Regions from separate parts of the Mus musculus genome. Here region 1 is linked to region 2. Evidence: chromatin contacts called from public Hi-C data. All regions are on one chromosome and are shown on one strand. The core of a region is the stretch at or near the end of the contact, and the rest is flanking DNA. Distances in the headings are between cores, read along the strand shown.

Region 1 (4,632 bases), core at 1,564-4,063, 220 kb before region 2:
TATCTGAGCCAGCCCTCCAGCCCCAAAACATATAGTAGACGGTGGTGGTGGTGTTTTGTTTGAGGCAGGGTCTCACTGTGTTATTCCAGGTAGCCTGGTACTCAGTAGGTAAACCAGGCTGTCCTTGAACTCACAGTGATCTGCCTATCTCTGCATCCCTAGTGCTGGGATTAGAGATATATACCACTACAACTGACTATTCCTGCATATTTTAAAGATTTTTTTATGATTTTTAATTATGTGAACTTGTGTTCACATATGAGTGGGTACAGATGCCTAAAGAGGCCAGAGACCTTGGATCACCCTGGCACTGGAGTCAGAGGCAACTGTGAGCTGCCAGACACGGGTGCTGGCAACTGAACTCAGTCCCTCAGCAAGAACCATATACCCTCTTGACCCCTGAGCCATCTCTCCGGACCCCACAGCTTTTAATAGTATCTCACCAAACTCATCTTGTGAGGAGTAAATAAATGTAAGTGTGAAAAGTCCTTAAATCAGCTCACCATGTGCTTGGTAAATTCAGACCATTACTATTTGATCTCTATAACCTTGTACTACTTACAAATTTTCTTTTGTCTGCATGCATGTGTGTGTGTGTGTGTGTGTGTGTGTGTGTGTGCACATGTGTGTGCGCGCATGTGTGTGTGCGCATGTGTGTGTGTATGCTTTTTCAGTTAGTTCTTCTTTGCTTTGTTCATAACTGACTTTGCTGGGGAGCTTTGTGGGTCAAGATACAGACTCTCATTATGTAAACAGGCTTGTCTGGAACCTTCAATACTCTGGTCTCCACACCCTCAATGCTGGAATTACAGGCAAGTGCCACACACCCAGCTTCATACAGCTTTGGTTTGGTTGTCGGGGTAGTGGCTATCTCTATATATCTGAATACCTTCCGTAACTCATATAAATGAAGTCAGAACATGTGTGGTTCATCTGACTACTGTAGTGCCAGGAAGCGTTCATCAAGGCCAAAAGACCACCAAGGAGCCATTTCAAATGTAATAGCATTAGGGTCTCCTTATTAAAATCTCTGGCTTGGGCCCTCCTCAAACCCTCAGCAGGACAAGGTTTTATAGGAAATGGAAGTAAGTGAGAGGGTGTCTATCCTGGCAAGCAACTAACTGAATGTCTATTGTAGACCGACAGGTGGGTGCTCTGAAGCAAAACTGTATACAGTCACAAATGGTCTGAAAGTACATCTGAAACAATCTGACTGATATTTGATTAACTGTTGCTAGGAAGTATCTAGGAGTAACTCTGGCCAAGAACAAGCCGTGGAGTCCATCCTGGTACATGGGTCCAGCTTGGGTTCTGCTGCAGGTCAAGTTGTCAGGCTTTTGGTTTTTCCTTTAAGATGGAGGTTGGTCCTAAGATGGAGTAGGTTTGGCCTCTCACTGTCTTAGGTGCCTCATACAAACAGATTCAGAACGTGGGAGGTTTTGTGTCTGGCTTATTTCCTTTTGCATATTATAACTGAGGATCACCATGTTGTAGCATGTATCTGAATTTCTTTCTTTAAAGGAAGAATACTATCCCATCGTATGTATGTCTGATATTTTACCCATCCATTGATGGACAAGGGTGATCTCTCCTTTTCCACTATTAGAAGTTACTCTATCCAGAATGTGTCCCCTTAATTTCTTATGCTGGAATCTAGCTCCTATTAATATAGAATGTTGGAACTTTGGGAGGTGATTACGTCACGATGGCTGTCTATGGTTTTTATAAAGTTGACCACAGAGAAGTTCCTCCTCATTCTTTGGGGTGCAGTGGCCATGAAATGACAGCTGTCTGCAAACCAAGATGCCAGTTCCCACTTGACACACATACAGCTTAGGTTACACAGACACTAGGACTGTGTAATAAGCCACCTAGCCCACAGTATTTGTCACCACCGCCCAGGCTGAGACAGTGGCAGCACTTTTAAGTTGACGTGTATGATATCTGGTCTGGTGATTTTCCCAGTGTTATGGCGAGAACTGGCTGTTTCCTATAACCTACATTCTCCTCCACCTCAGGGGTTTCAGAGGAAGATCATAACTGTGAATGCATGCGTTCAACAGCTAAGCTTTGTTGACCCATATTTTAGCTTCCTCATTTTTACTTTATATGCATGTGTGTGTGTGTGCATGTGTGTCTGTGTGTATGTGAGTGTGTGCATTTGTGTATGTGTGTGCATGTGTGTGTCTGTGTGTGTACATGTATATGTGTCATGTATATGTGTCTATGCGTGTGTGTATGTGTGTGTATGTATCTATGCATGTATGTTTGTATGTGTGCATCTGTATGTAAGTGTGTCTGTGTCTGTGTGTGTACATGAGTGTGTGTCTATGTGTGTGTGTCTCCCTCTCTGTGTGTATGTGTGTGTAGAGTTGGCTATCTCCTTCCACTATGGATTTGGGGATCATATTCAGGTAAAAGGCTTGCATGGCAAGCACTTTGACTGCTAAGCCATGTCACTAATCCCTTAAAGTTTCTTTAATATAATGTTTCTATTTCTAATTCCCCCAACCCTGATTTAACATGAATGCACACATGTGCTTGCTTGTGTTCGTGCATGCACACACACACACACACACACATTCAAATGATAACAGACCATTAGCTGATGCAATACTTCCAGAATAGCTTTGAGAGGTGAAGTTTCATGTCGAAACATGGTGCATAACTGCTTTTCAGATAACCAGGTCCAAAGGGCACATCCCACTGGGTTCCCTGACCTATGCTGCGCTTGTGTTAGAGACTGGCATCATTTCAAAAACCAAAGGTGTATCTGATTCGTCAGGGGACACAGTCAAAGTCTGCCTCTTCTGCAGCAGCCCATAATACCTGACAGGGCTCTCTGTGGAGCTCTGAGCAGAGGTGTCTGTTGTGAGAACAGAGCCATGAACCTCATCCTGGAATTTCTCCTTCTGGTGGGCGTCATCATCTACTCCTACCTGGAGTCACTGGTAAAGTTCTTCATTCCCCGGAGAAGGAAATCTGTGACCGGGCAGACCGTTCTCATCACGGGGGCCGGACACGGAATAGGCAGGCTGACTGCATATGAATTTGCAAAGCAGAAAAGCAGACTGGTTCTATGGGATATCAATAAGGTAATAATAGGTGTTTCTAACAATCTTTTAAAGTCACAAAATAACAAGGCATATGTTTCTCTAGAGACGTAACTTAGTGCTGGCTTTTCTCTGTGTTTTCCTTTTTCAAAGTTTTAATAAACTCCTGGGTCCTTTCTGGATCCCTGCGACAGGTGAACAAGATGGAACCAACGAGCTGGAGAACTAAGCCTGGGGGGTTTCATTTTGTTTGACTGGTTGGTTGGTTGGTTGGTTGGTTCTACTGTGGTGTACAACTTGATAACAAGAGACGCAGGAGCCAGAGAGCTTCCCAGCTGCTGAAATTAGGCAAGCCACATAACTTACCTCAACTTCAAATTTAAAAAACAAAAAACAAACAAAAAACTCTACCATTGGGATAAAATCTCAGAGGGAGACAAAATCTACAGGTAATGATTGCCAGCAACCAAATTGGCCAATATGCAGTTTATTACAGCTAGGGGTGACTTTTATACTTTTAGATTTTCATTTATTCTGTTATTCATTTGTTCCTTTCTGTGATAGACTGAAGCTGGGTCTTAGTACCTACCACTGAGCCACAGTACCTTAGCACGTGCCAGGCAAGCACTCTATCACCGAGCAACCGCTCAGGTTTTTACACATTTGAGGGATTGATTCTCAAAACAAACAAACAAAACCACATGAAGAACTAACAGCAGAAACCCATGGTACTTCCACTCACACTCCAGCAATCCTAAAATACTTACATCTGACCTTTTGCAGAAGAAGAAAAAATACTTGCCGGGTCCTGAGCAAGAAGGGTAAAGAATAATACTTAAGTGCTTAGCATGGCCTGGTGCACGCAGCATCACATATGGAAATGTCTACACCAGTGCCTGGCTTTCACTAGTACATTTAAGAGGTTGTTGATCTCTGTTTATTTATAAATGCTCTTAACTACCTTAAGTCTGAAAGTGTTGACGTCCTGTGTCACTTTCTCCTAAACATGCACATTCCCAAAAGGTCGTGAAAAAGATGTGCCACAACAAACTGTCTCTGGGATTGTAATCTTTGAAGAACTGGACTGGGGATGTAGCCCAGCGGTACAACAATTATCTAGAATATACAAACTAGATATTAGATCCAGTTGTGGCTGGGTGTGAGCCTCAGCACTACAAGGAAACCACAAACCGCTGCTGTCATGTACCGGATACAGTGGCTCAGACTAGAGAGACTGGGGTTTTGGTGTTTGTTTGTTTGTTTGTTTGTTTGTTTGTTGAGAAGCAGAGTTTCCAAAGCTTTCCTTGGGGTTTTGCTCGGCTTCAGGTAACCCTCTGTTACGTTTTTGCCATCTGCAGTTAACACCACTTTTCCCAGCCTTCAGAACGCTCTTGAACATAAGGAGCTAAATCTGCTTTGGTTCCTTTTGAGCAGTGAAGAATCCCGAGAGGCACCATGCATCTTTGCTTAGCAGATACAGGCGTTGGTGGGCAAGATGAGCTAACACGGTACTTGGAGATGATTCTGAGATTATCAAATCCTGCACAGGTCCCAGGCAGTCTTCTTGGAGCTGAGAAAA
Region 2 (5,051 bases), core at 900-3,399:
CTTGAGCACGAAACCTGTGTGACCCGGCTAGGCCTCAGTTTCCTTAACTACCAAGGGCAAATAATCAAGCACTTGCTTGTCTGCTTAGGTGACCAAGAGGTAATCCAATTACAGCAGCCTACTGCTGTGTCTGGCATACACAGGACCCAGTTTATCTTTTATTTCATTTTACGTTCGACGTTAGTTTAAGAGTCAAGGAATTGGAACAATAGAACCAAGGTTCAAATCCCCATGCTCTGGCAGCTTTAACTATTTTATAAGAGGTACCTTAATCTCGGGCTGTATGCCAAGGGATCCTGAGGCAGCGTGATACATAAGGATACTTTCACAAGTAAATTATGTAATACAAAGGAAACAAATGATCTAGAAGAGTATCTACTAAAATACACCATTGACAAGGTAAGGACATAATAGTTTGGTTTGGTGGTGTTGAGACTGTTTCTCTGTGTAACAAACAACAGCTCTGGCTGTCCTGGAACTCTCCTTGTAGACCAGGCTTTCCCCAGAACTCACAGAGATCGCCCTGCCTCTGCCTTCTGAATGCTGGGATTAAAAGGTGAGCAAGGCTTTCCCCAGAACTCAGAGATCCTCCTGCCTCTGCCTTCTGAGTGCTGGGATTAAAGGCAAGTGCTGGGATTAAAGGCATGGGCAACCATATCCAGCTATAACATATTTTAATTACTAGCCATGAACGACAAACAGTTCCTTAATTTCAAGCAAATGGGAAACGTTAGAGATTGAAGACATCTGCAGTCACTGTAATATGAAAATCTACAGGTTCTGTTTGTGCTAAAAGCTAACGGTTGCTTTTTAGTTAAGATTTAGCAGAAGTTTGAGGTGCAACTTCTGTTCCCCTACTCCTCTGTCCCGTTAGGAACCCCTTCCTTCCAACACTCAATAAGATGAAGACACAACTAAGCCAAGTTGAGAGGATTAAACTTGTTTTTAAAGTAAGACACACTTAGAAGGTTTTCTGTTTAGAGAAGTTCCTTCTAGGAAGTTTTATCTCTTAGAAAAATTCAAGTTCTATCTACTCAGTCTCTAACGTTTACAAATCTACTGTTCTCCATGATCTTTAGACCTAAAATTACTAAAATTACCTCAGCTCAGCGTCCAGATATGTTACCAAATCACTATCCTAAATCAAGTATTAAGGCTAAAGAACATTTCCATAATTGTAAACTTGTGCAATCACACTGCCTTCTGGCATAAGTTTTGAAAAGGTTCGACGGGTCCTGTTTTCCGTAACCAACAGCTGTAGAGACCGAAGCGCGATGACACCCAACAGCCTCAATCTTGGGCACCGGTGTACGGCCAAGTTTTAAGGCTCCTTTCAAAACCTTCAAACCCGGGAGAAGGCAAGACTCGGTCCTTGCAGTACAGGGCACTCCCCTGACAGCAACTGCGGGTCATTAGCCAGGCTCCCCTTCACCAACCCAGCGCATTCCGGCCTTTGCCTACTCAGCAGATTCACTCTGACTGTGCCGTTTTATGTGGAATCGTACATTCTAGCAGGAAAAAAAAAAAAAAAAAAAAAAAAAAAAAAAAAAAACTATATTACTCACCAGGCTCCACCACTCTCTCGTGGGAGAATCCTCGTTTCCATTAAGTGCGCTTCCAAATTTCTTTGGAAGACGCCAAACCAGCAACGAGTAGAGCCGGAGGATTGTGCACAGGCACCTCAGTGAAAATCCAGGCTCCGGCAGGAGAGAAACCAACTTCACTTTCCGAAAATAACAGTTCTTCGGGCCAGAAGCGGAATCTTTAACCTTAACTTTCCGGGCGGTCCCTTTGCACTCGGTTCACACACTTTTCTACCCGACACTCAGGGATGAGATAGCAGTGATCCAGCCGCTGGCTTCCTGCGGTCCCCGCCCCCCCCCCCCGGCACTCCCACCCGCGCCGCCCTTGCCCCGGGCTCCGCGGCCACTCCCGGGTCCCAGACGCCCCCTGCGCAAGCCTCACCTGGAATGGGCTGCCATGGCTCGGCTCACACTGCCTGGCGTCCCAAATCCATCTGCGCGCTCGCCCCGCAGGCTCTCTCGCCCGCGCCGCTCTCAGCGTCGGCCGCAGCCGTCGGCGATACTGCCCCGCAGACTCTGCGCTCTCGGCAGCCGCGTCCTCAGCTCTGTGTCCTCAGCACCGCCTCCGCCCCCCGGAGCCTCGGCTCGCGCCGAGCCTGACGGACATCCGGGCACCGGGGGCAGCCGGGCGAGCCGCACCTCCCTGGAGCCCAGGGAGCGGCGATGCCCGCCGCCCCGGGGCACTGTCGGGTCACCAGAGACCAAGGGGTGCGTCCGCACCGCCCGCTGCGGGGTCCCGGCTCCCAGTTCGCCCGCACTTCGGGGGCGATGTGCGCGGCGCTGGGCTCCCCTCGAGGTGCCCGAGCTCGCCGGGACCCCCCCGCAGGCGCCGCGGTGGTACGGCCCGCCTCCTTTTAAGGGCAGCGCGCACCTCCGCCGCCGCCGCTGCCCCCAATTCGGCTGTGTTCAAACGCGCGCTACAGAGATCCCCGCGCTCGGGCTGGGACCTCAGGGTCCTGCTGCCGTGGGGATGTGCTGGGAGTGGGAGCATCGGATCACTGCCTTCGCTGCTTCTGGCCGCTGCTGCGGGGCTTGCCATCGGAAACATCAGGGATCGGCTAGCAACCCTTCTTCAACTTTGCTTTCAGTTTTGAAAGTGCCCAGAAACAAGTGTTTATACGACTTCCCTCTTCGAGGCAACATGCGATTACACAGAAGACAGCCATTCAGGGAAGTCCCCTAATAAATTAAAAGAATTGCTTCCCCTCCACCCCACCCCACCCCACCCCCCGCAAACAAAAACCATGATGCAAACCAACGTAAACGCTCGAAAGCACAATCGAAAATTGCGTCAACTCAGACACAGGAAAGACACCAGGCTTTGCCTGGGAAGCGGCTGAAAACAACGATGGGCAGAAAGGCAGGGAGAAGACTTAACAGGGGCATCCCGGAGGACCAGCCTGCTGCTGGAAGGACACTTTCTTGGTGCGCTCCGGGTTCGACCCGGGACTCACCACATTATATTGCTCATGTAACTGATTGCCCAGTTTCTAAATACCGCAAGTTTCCAGATTCCGGTAGTCCCTCTCAGAGGTCAGAACTACTTACATAAGAACACAAGACAAAGCTTGTCTTTCACTCCCCTGGCTTTAGCTCTGATGGTGGAGAACGACTGACGCCTTCGCAGGAATGAAGGCTGTGGTGGCAAGTGAGACAAGTTGCCAGACACTGCTTTCTCCACCACCTACAGTAGTAGTTTGGAGAACTCGTGTACTTTAGGAATGCCCTTGATGAACTAACTAGTCCTTTGAATTTTGACTCTGAAATGCGGGGTTTTTCCCTCTGTCTCTATGTCAGTCTCTCTGTCTCTCCTCCCTCCCTCCTCCTCCTTGTGACAAACGGGAAGTGCACAGAAAGCACTGTTCTGTTCTAAGCTCACAAGCACAGCACCAGTCCTGAAGATGAGTGTGAAGTGACTGGAGAGAGAAACCAACCAGAAACTAGCTGGTTTTTCATAGACCATGTCTCCTAGAGATAACAATTCGCACGCTTCTGACTTGGGCATCTGGCAAGTCTCTCTTCTAGGAAAACAACTTTCAGTGTTTATTGCAAAGATAAGGTTTTACCTTCAGAGCTATAGGGGAAGCTTGCTACAGGTGAGACAGTTTCCCATACTGTCAGACCAAGGTGAGAGGGAAGGACTCACTGCTTGACTTAAGGAGCAATGGGTTCCAAATGACAATATGTGATGCTACAAAAACATGCCTGAGGGCTGGAGAGAGGGCTCATCTGCTCTTCCAGAGGTCCCAGAGTCACTTTCTAGGTTCCACATTAAGTAGCATCCATGTTCCCTTAGCTGTCTTTAACTCCAGTCCCAAGGGATCAGAAGCCTTCTTCTGTTTTCAGGAATCAGGCACACATGTGGCATATAGATATACATAGACACAGAACACCCATACACATGCAAATAAGTAAATAAAAATTCAGGGGGCTGGAGAGATAGCTCAGGAGTTAAGAGCACTGACTGCTCTTCCAGAGGTCCTGAGTTCAATTTCCAGCAACCACATGGTGGCTCACAACCATCCGTAATGGGATCTGATGCCCTCTTCTGGTGTGTCTGAAGGCAACACCAACGTACTCATATAAAATAAATAAATCTTAAAAAAAAAAAATCTAGGGGGCTGGAGAGATGGCTCAGTGGGTAAGAGCACCCGACTGCTCTTCCGAAGGTCCGAAGTTCAAATCCCAGCAACCACATGGTGGCTCACAACCATCTGTAATGAGATCTAATGCCCTCTTCTGGTGCATCTGAAGACAGCTACAGTGTACTTACATATAATAAATAAATAAATAAATCTTTAAAAAAAAAAAAAAAAAAAAATCTAGCCCGGCGTTAAATAAATAAATAACTGCACTCATCTCTCAACAGATAATTGCTGAGACAATTAAATATAAAATGAGAAAAATACAGCAAATATCTACCCATGAAGATGGAATAGGATTCGAATTAGACATTATAAGAGTCCCAGGATTGCCGGGGGTGGTGCTTTCATCCCAGCACTTGGGAGGCAGAGGCAGGCGGATTTCTGAGTTTGAGGCCAGCCTGGTCTACAGAGTGAGTTCCAGGACAGCCAGGGCTGGGTTCCTGGATTCTGAGTAGCTTGTAATATAAATCAGAATATTCTAAAATGGAAAGATCTAGCAATAGATCCAATCATACTAGAAGGAAGTCCAGGAGCCTAAAATCTCCACGTACAGGACCCAAGGTCTAGTTCAGCAATAAAAGTAAACAAAAGCAGACTGGAGTAGCTGTGAGCACACACAATCCTTGGTTTCTCAGACAAAGGAAGTCATACTTGGATGAGGCTCTGTTCATCTCGGAAGCACCTAAGTTCAAGACTGCTAAGGTCCAGCTGCACAAATGAGACACATCTTTAGTTCCAGTGCACAGGCAGAGGCAAGTGGATCACTTTGAGGCTCACCTGGTCTATGTGGCAAGTTCCAAGCCAGCCAAAAACTACATACAAG

The links. A called contact is a pair of places that touch in the nucleus more often than the background predicts.
Region 1: a Hi-C map of pre-B cells shows a contact between it and region 2, with 2.0 times the contacts expected there. The contact joins the promoter of Hsd17b13 here to the promoter of Aff1 in region 2. A contact is called at or near these places in 1 of 39 promoter capture datasets (liver), 1 of 484 Hi-C or Micro-C datasets (pre-B cells), 1 of 115 datasets of contacts at active chromatin or transcription factors (memory CD8 T cells) and 2 of 9 other capture datasets (liver and pancreatic islet).

The regions. Positions count from the first base shown.
Region 1 is chr5:103,975,569-103,980,200 of GRCm38.p6, reverse strand. It overlaps Hsd17b13 (hydroxysteroid (17-beta) dehydrogenase 13), which reads left to right and starts at 2,813. Exons shown (of 7, transcript NM_001163486.1): 1 at 2,813-3,095. The coding sequence starts at 2,886.
Region 2 is chr5:103,751,260-103,756,310 of GRCm38.p6, reverse strand. Aff1 (AF4/FMR2 family, member 1) reads right to left here and starts at 2,149. Exons shown (of 20, transcript NM_133919.4): 1 at 1,966-2,149. The coding sequence starts at 1,982.